3 separate regions of the Sus scrofa genome follow, and regions 1 and 3 are each linked to region 2. A link is a contact called in public Hi-C and promoter capture Hi-C data. All regions are on one chromosome and are shown on one strand. The core of a region is the stretch at or near the end of the contact, and the rest is flanking DNA. Distances in the headings are between cores, read along the strand shown. Region 1 has its middle 47 kb from the start of EMP2. Region 2 holds the start of NUBP1 (nucleotide binding protein 1). Region 3 holds the start of DEXI (dexamethasone-induced protein).

Region 1 (2,700 bases), core at 157-2,656, 170 kb before region 2:
AGTTCCCAGACCAGGGACTGAACCCGGGCCACAGGAGTGAAAGCTGAAAGCACCCAATCCTAACCACTGGACCACCAGGGAACTCCATCCATTTCTTCTCCCCCTGCCCCCGATCATTTTTTAACACCTATGTATCTGTTGTTAACCTTTCTTAGTTAGGAAAGAGCAGTCCTAGGGCTCAAAACCTCCTGCAAACAACCATTTGAAATATGCATTTAATAACATTCTTATTTTTAATCATATCTAGTTTTTAACTGGGTCACTTATGACAAAAAATGTTGATCTTCAATTTACTTTATAAATTTGTAGTTTGAAATAAATTGTATTTATTTTTTCTTTTGAATGAATGCATTTATATTAAAAAAAAAGTAGATTTAAGGAAAAATGTTCAGTGAATAGTGCAGGATGTACACACCTACCAGCAAAAAGCGTGTAGACGAGGTATGGGCCATAAAGCTTAGGATACACTGGCTTAGCCGTAGGTAGATAGAGAACTGGGCTTCTGATGGGATTTAGCAGGTATTTGACAGCCCAGTATCTGAAGGTCCTCCCTTTGTCTGGAGAATTCCCTTCCTTCTGAGTCTCTGGTTGGTTTGCAAAACTTACCTCCTACTGTAAAAACAGACAATACTGGAGTTCCCATCGTGGTGCAGCAGTTAACAAGCCCGACTAGAATCCATGAGGATGCGGGTTTGATCCCTCACTCAGTGGGTTAAGGATCCGGCCTTGCCGTGAGCTGTGGTGTAGGTCGCAGATGCGGCTCGGATCCCTCATTGCTGTGGCTCTGGCATAGGCAGGTGGCTACAGCTCCGATTAGACCCCTAGCCTGGGAACCTCCACATGCCGCGGGAGCGGCCCTAAAAAGATCAAAACAAAACAAAACGAACAATACTGACAATGCCTGCTAATCATCTCCCAGCCTCCCTTGCAGTGAGGCCAAGGTCATGTGACCCAGACATCATCAATCAGATGCACTGTGCCTGGCTTTGAATCTAAAGCTGTAGGGGTAGGAATTCCCTGGTAGCTCGGAGGGTTAAGGAACCAGCATTATCACTGCTGTGGCTCGGGTTCGATCCCTGGCCTGGGAACTTCCACAGGTCTAGGGTGCTGCCAAAAACAAAAAATAAAATTTTAAATTAAAAAACTTTAAAGACATATGGGTGGCACGGATACAGATCAAGTCCTTGGTATAAGTGCCACCACCTTGTGTGGTTTCCTTACCAAAGAGTGTTCTGAGAAGAAATATGAGGCAATGGGGGTGGGGCTGGGGGTAGTGACCTGATTTCCTTTTAATAAATTCCTTTTCTGTGTACATTAGCCAGAGACACTGTTGCTTGCAGCTAAGGACCCTGACTGACACTACATTTGGGTGCTACAAGCCACAGGCACAGGTGGCAGCACAGAGGGCAGCCGGGATCTGCGGTTCCAGCCTGGGAAGCAGGGGCCCTGGCTTTGCTATTGCAAAACATTTGGTTTACACCAAGGTTTGGCAAACGTTCTGTAAAAGGCCAGCTAGTAAATGTTTCACATGTGGGTCCGTATGGTCTCTTTTTCGGCAACTCAACCCTGACTTTGAAAGCAGCCTTGAGCAATATGCAAATTAGCAGGTGGCTGCAGGCCAGTAAAACTTCGTTTACAAAATCCAGTGGTGGGCTGGACATGGACCGCGGTTTAACCCTGGTTTAAACTCTTCCCTAATCCGTACCAGCCAGTGACCAGTGAATGTTCTCAGTTTCAGAAAAACTTGTAGAAACACATCAGGATGTTGCCAGGTTCACCTTCACAGAGGCTTCAGTAAGCCGCTACAAGAAGTCGATCACTGGCCAGGATGGTTCATTTAATGACCAAAATGGAAGATAGCATGGCTTTACTGAGGTTCTTTCTGCCCGAGGCTTGTAATCTAAACTGGTGGAGCATCTAATGGTCTGGAGATTTACAGGGACAGGCAAGTCCAGTTCTAGCCAGAGGCTGGTAAACTTTATTTGTAAAGTAAAATTGTAAGTATTTTAGGTGTTACAGGCCACATTAGGTCTTTGCGGCATATTCTTCTCTGCCTTTCTTATAATGTTAAGACTGAAAAAGCACTCTTGGCTTGAGGGCCACAAAAAAGGCAAGACTTTGGCCAGCAAGCCAGTAGTTTGCTCCACCTGGCTCTAGACTAAAGATCCATGTTGCGGAGGCAAAAAGCTGAGCAGAAGAGAGGATACATGGGATTCAGAAAGAGACCTTCCAGGCAGAGGACCAGCCTGGGGACATAGCTTGGGTCAAGGGCTGGGAGGCAGGAATTCTCAGGTTCAAAGATGAGGTCCACTTTCTATAAGACAGGAAAGCAAACACCACCCAGCTACTCTGTCACTGGATTCCTGAGTGTCAACATTTGTGTGACAATAAATGTTTGTTGTTTAAAAAAGCAATCCAGGAGTTCCATCATGGCTCAGTGGTTAACGAATCCGTCTAGGAACCATGAGGTTGCGGGTTTGATCCCTGGCCTCTCTCAGTGGGTTAAGGATCCGGCCTTGCCGTGAACTGTGGGGTAGGTCGTAGACAGCTTGGATCCTGCATTGCTGTGGCTCTGGTGTAGGCTGGCAGCTACAGCTCCGATTAGACCCCTAGCCTGGGAACCTCCATATGCCGCAGGAGCAGCCCTAGAAAAGGCAAAAAGACAAAAAAATTAAAAATAATAATAATAAAAAACAATCC
Region 2 (2,700 bases), core at 131-2,630:
GATCATCAGGTTTGGGTCACTGTTGTGTAGGTTCCACCCCTGGCCCAGGAACTTCCACAGGTGCAGCCAAAAAATAAAATGAGTTTCTATATCCTTAATGCCTGAGGCAGGAGGACGTTTGTTCACTCTTTAAAATTTGTCCCAAACCTGTAAGCAGTGACACGCCAGTAGTAATGAGCACACTGAGTATCCACATTTTGATTTCTAAACACCATTCTTGGATCCGGTGTTGCCGTGAGCTGTGGTGTAGGTCACAGACACGGCTCAGATCTGGCATTGCTATGGCTCTGGTGCCCTCAGCTTCAGCTCCAATTCGACCTGCAGCCCGGGAACCTCCATGTGCTGGGTGTGCAGCCCTAACAAGACAAAAAATAAACACCATTCTCCAGGAAAAGCAACGAGGGGGTCCTTGGAGCAATAGCTGGAGCAAATAGAAGGGGAACCTGCACAGTCTTACTGTGTTGGAAAGAACAAGCACAAAGATGTTGGATTAGTGTCCGTAACACAGGACCTGGCTTGACTAGGCTTCACGGGCTAAACTGACGGAGGGGAGTAAGAAATTGACCAGAGAGAATAATGTATTAAATATAGAATATTTTAAAGGTCCGTGAGTCTCAAAAAGGGCGGGGAGGAATCTCTTATTTACTGAGGAATGGCAGTTAATTAACTCAGATAATAGATAATGACAGAACTGAGAAAAAGCACAATTTTGCAAACACCTATGTAACCCATCCAGGTAAGAATGATGCTAAAACCATTGAGTGAAAGGTTGATTGAGAACAGGATATTCACATGATCTTAATGGATCACCCCCAGAGAGTCTCTATTAATTACAAATGGAAAACGGTACCATTCCCTGGAGAAAGAGGACACACACCATCTTGATCAAGTGATCAAGCCCTCACATCACCAATAACGACGTCCACTGATTGGCATTATGTGCTTCTGCTGTGATACAAAGGTAAGAACATTCTGCTAAAAACTTTAACCTGAATCTAACGGGGGAGTGGGAGTGGGAGGAGGCGGAGGCGGCGGGCTCTTCAAAAGAAATTGGAGCGAACAAAAGATAAAGTGCGACTTGGGGGTGGAGCCCTATTTGGAACAGCCGAGTAAATGAATAGTGTGCCAACAATTTTGCAGCAATGTCAAATCTCTCGGGTATGAAAATGGCACCGATGTCATGTAGGATAACGCCTTTGTTCCTAGGAGATACCTACTAAAGTGCTTGGGATAGATCTCTGCAGCTCAATTTTAAAAGGAACAGAAACGCCTCAAGCTCCCGACCACAGGATTTGCGGTACACACGCCCTCTCGCTGAGATTTATTTCGCGCAGCTGGAGGATCAGATTGGGCGCCTCGAGGCGGAAATACGCAACGGCAGTTTCCGGTGACCGCAGAGGCGTCCAAAGCAGCAGAATGGAGGAGGTACCGCACGGTGAGCGCGCGGAAGCGGGGGTTGGGGGAGTGGCGGGACTGACAAGACAGGAGCCACTTGAATGGTGATCTTTTCTCCGTGCAGACTGTCCCGGGACCGGCAGTGCCCAGGCGGGTCGAGGGGCTTCATGTCAGGGGTGTCCGAACCAGCGGCTATGCGCTTCTGGAGCTGGTGCCGCGCCGGACCCGGGTAAGCAAGGGCGCGACTTGAACAGGAAGGGGACATCGCTGTCCCGGAAGAGGCGGGGCGTGTGGGTGGGGGTGGTTATGGGTTGGGGACCTGAAGGTTGAGTGACAGGGGCAGGGCCCAGGGAGGCGAAACGAGGAAGCGTCTTCAGAGTAAGGGGCGGGGCTTTAGGAATGAGTGACAGGAGCGAGACCCAGAGGGGCGGGGCACTTTAAAGGCGGGGAACATTGGGCGGATGGCTTCTGATACCTTGTCTGGGTGGAATCCAGAGGGGTTTTAGCAGGGCTGCCGGTGAGGGGTGGGTGGGGCCAGAGGTTTGAGTGACAGTAACTAGAAGTGGTCGGGAGGAGGCGGTCACCCCAAGGAACCGGGAGTGATTGAAGTTGGGTAGTTAGGGCTTAAATCTTAGCTTCACCAGCTGCTCTCTTTGGACAAACTTTTCCTTCTTTTGAGGAGCGATTCTTCCATTAATTCAACAAAAGTACGTGTCAATCACTTGAAGGCGCGGTGCTCCATGCTGGGGAATCAGTTGTGAAAGAGGTAGATGAGATCACTAGGGAAAGTGTGTTTAATAGGGGAGACCCACAGTAACCACATCAGCACAGTAGTAAATACTGCGAAAGAGAAACTGAAGAGTGAGAGCCTACTGAGATCTTAAAAAGCAGGCTAGGGGAAGAATTTTGAAGGAATTCAAAGAGAGACGCGGGTTTGATTCTTGGGACCACTGCACATAGTGTGACTGTGCAACAGTCTTAACCTTTTTGAGCCTCCATTCCCTCATCAAAAATGGAGAAAAAAATAGGAGTTTCTGTCATGGCTCATCGGAAACAAATCCGACTAGTATCCATGAGGACGCTGGTTTGTTCCCTGACCTTGCTCAGTTGGTTGCGGACCTGGCGTTGCCATGAGCTGAGGTGTCTGTCGCAGACATGGCTTGGATCCCGAGTTGATGTGGCTGTGGTGCAGGCTGGCAGCTGCATCTCCAATTCGACCCCTAGCCTGGGAACTTGCATATGTCACGGGTGGGGCCCTAAAAAGGACAAAAAAAAAAAAAGAAAGAAAAAATCAAGCATTGTGTT
Region 3 (2,700 bases), core at 197-2,696, 170 kb after region 2:
GAGCCCTTGCTCTCAGTCCCCGGCCAGTCCTCCAAGGGGCCACAGGACAAAGGTGATCAGGGCCTGGCTTCCTACCTCTTTTAACACTGCAAGTCTTTATCCTTCCAGGACTAGTGGGAATTCCCCCAAAGCCAAGGTCACCATCAAGACAGGTTAAGGATGGGGGGAGGAGTTGACAGGTCTGCCTTAAATGGATTTGGGTGCAAAGGCTTTTCCCACAAGTTTTGGCACTTGGTACTATGGCTAACCAAGATGCCACTTAGGTCCTGCCTCCCTTCCCTTCTTCACCAGCTGTAAGCCTTGCTAAGGGGAAGCTTTCCTGCCCTAAGAGTCTCAAAAGAGTCCAGCCATTCCTGGCATCCAAACAGACCTAGGGGAAGTGGATGGAGGAATCAAAAGTCTGGGGTAGGGTTGTGTGTCCGGCTTGGGATGCCTCCCTCTTCCTAGCCAGCGCCCCAACCCGCCCTCATCCTGCGCAGAGAGGGCACTTACAGGCCTTGGAGGCCGGAGAGGGCCTCGTCCTGGGGGTCCCATCCCTGGCCTGACGGTGCCCTCAACCAGCAGCGGCAGCATGATCTAGGCGCTGGTCCAGGTCGAGGGTTGCGGGTCGTAGGGGGAGCGGGGGACAGCAGCCAAGCCTACTCCAAGTAACCATCGAAGACGTCGAGCTCCGAATCGGCATCGTAGAGGCCCGAGCCGGGGTCAGAGAGCACGCCGAGGTCCACGAGCGCCTGGTCCATGTCCTCGGGCAGGAAGACTAGGCCCACGTTAAGGACGATGTACTCCATGAGAAAGGCGTAGTATAGGATCAGCACATTGACGAAAAAAAGGCCCACGTAGAACATAGAGGGTAGCAGCGGCGGCGGCACGGAGGGGACCAGGGGGCCCAGCGCGTCCAGGTGGGCCGCGACCCGGGCGCCGGGCATGCAGGGGGCGGCGAGGGCGGCAGCAGCCCGGCGATCTCAGCGAGCTCAGCCGCTGCGGCGCCCGGCCAGCCGGCGAGCGGGCAGCTCAGCCATCCAGGGCCGCCCCGGGGCTGGCCGAGGCGGCGCTGGGCCCCGGCGGTGCCCCGGGGGATGTGCGTTGGCCCCTGCAGACGCACCCGGGCCCCCGAAACGTGCCAGGCGGGTCACCCCACCCCCAGAGGTGCCCACACGGCCCTGTAGATCTGCCCAGCGGTCAGGCGGATCCCCCTGAAGTAGCCGGCGGCTGCCCGGCTCCTCCGATGTGTCCCGCTCGCGCTCACGGGCCCTCGCAGCGCCTGCGGGGACCCTCGCCGCGGGTCATCTCAAGGGCCAGTCCCGGCGGCGGTCTCTTCAGCCGCGCCCAGCCGTTCCTCGAGCCCTCTCCGCGCCCCCGAAGGCCCAGCGCCCATAGCTGCGGCCGCCGCGTCGCTCTCCTGGTCGCATTCCGAGCACCGCCTCCGGAGCAGCCCCGCGCTGATTGGCCCGCCGCCCCAGCCTGCGCTGATTGGTAACCTCAAAGCCAACACTGATTGGCCCGAGCCGTCAGATGGGCGGGTACCTCCGCGCTCCGCCCCTCGAGGTGCTGGCTGCTGAGTTTCTTTCCTAGTTCCGGACTCAGAGCAGATCTGGAATACAATTTTCTCAGTGAATCCGCGACGGAGTAGGGGGAAGGGAAAGAGTTAGAACACATTTCAAACCTAGACGTATCCTAAGGCTACCAAAACTGAGGGAAACCTTGGTTTCATTAGCACCTGCTGGATTTGAGTATTGGCGCCAAGCCTTTTTGGGAGTCAATTTACCAGTTGAAAAAAGAGGCAGGGTCGGGGCGGTGGACCTTACCAGTGAAAATTTTGGATTTCCCTGAAGTGGCAAATTGTCCTCGGTGGGGAAGATCGACCAGTCCCCTTCATCTCTCCAAATTCTGGCTGCTGGAAGGTCCAGCCCCGCGGTACGGGGCGGGATGGGAGTGGGGGGAATCTGCGTAATAAGGCAGGTCAGGTCTGCAGCAGGAGAATTGCTTCTTGTTTTTACTTTGAGAAACTTGTTTTAAAGCAGTAATAATGCACGTGGTTTTAACCAAGAAATACACAGAAAAGTAATTTCCCTCTGATTCCCCTCCTCAGGGGCAACACCTGTACATCCACCAAGCAACTGATCTTGCCCAAAGCACCCTCCAAAGCAGTTAAGCAGGCCACACTGAGCTGGGTGCTTTACATGCATTGCTTAATTGCAGCCAGATGGGGAAGTGTAGTATGTCATCCCTTTCTACAGACGAGAAAACTGAGAAACAGAAGGACTCTGGAAGCTTCTGGGCCTGTGGGTGTTTGGAGGACAGAACCTGCCCTATTTTCTCCATGACTGTCTCTTGCTCCTTTAGGTGAACTGCAGAGCAAACCATTAATCCTCCAACTGGTGAAAATGAAACAAACTGTCATTCATTTATTCACTCTGCCAACACTTGTTGAACACCTATTATGTGCCAAACTTTGTGCTAGGCATTGGGGAGAACATTGGCTTCTTAGTCCAATTCTGTCCTAAGCGACACAGTAGACCTTTGATAACTATGAGGTGTAGAAATGAATACATAGGAAAAAAATTGCCTCCACAAAATTTCTCCCTCCTAATCCAGAAGAGAAATGTAGATACATCTTGGCTGGTGTAGGAAGCTGGGTATTTCCTTATTTTTAAAAACGTGGTTGTTTTGGAAATGGTATGGATTTTGGGTGAAGACCAG

The links. Promoter capture Hi-C pulls out the DNA fragments that hold promoters and counts their contacts. Hi-C and Micro-C count contacts between places; a contact is called where the count stands out from the background.
Region 1: a Hi-C map of liver shows a contact between it and region 2, with 4 times the contacts expected there. A contact is called at or near these places in 5 of 5 promoter capture datasets (fetal liver, fetal skeletal muscle, liver and 1 more), 35 of 47 Hi-C or Micro-C datasets (adipocytes, adipose tissue, alveolar macrophages and 18 more) and 1 of 2 datasets of targeted methods (skeletal muscle).
Region 3: a contact with region 2 is called in a promoter capture Hi-C map of liver, with 7 times the contacts expected there. A contact is called at or near these places in 4 of 5 promoter capture datasets (fetal liver, fetal skeletal muscle, liver and 1 more), 8 of 47 Hi-C or Micro-C datasets (embryonic fibroblasts, fetal skeletal muscle, liver and 3 more) and 2 of 2 datasets of targeted methods (alveolar macrophages and skeletal muscle).

The regions. Positions count from the first base shown.
Region 1 is chr3:32,496,492-32,499,191 of Sscrofa11.1, reverse strand. No RefSeq gene overlaps it. Among named protein-coding and RNA genes, the nearest start is that of EMP2, 47 kb to the right of the region's middle.
Region 2 is chr3:32,330,482-32,333,181 of Sscrofa11.1, reverse strand. NUBP1 (nucleotide binding protein 1) reads left to right here and starts at 1,380. Exons shown (of 11, transcript NM_001243382.1): 1 at 1,380-1,435; 2 at 1,520-1,624. The coding sequence starts at 1,417.
Region 3 is chr3:32,158,968-32,161,667 of Sscrofa11.1, reverse strand. It overlaps DEXI (dexamethasone-induced protein), which reads right to left and starts at 1,446. Exons shown (of 2, transcript XM_003124598.4): 1 at 493-1,446. The coding sequence starts at 926. The coding sequence ends at 639.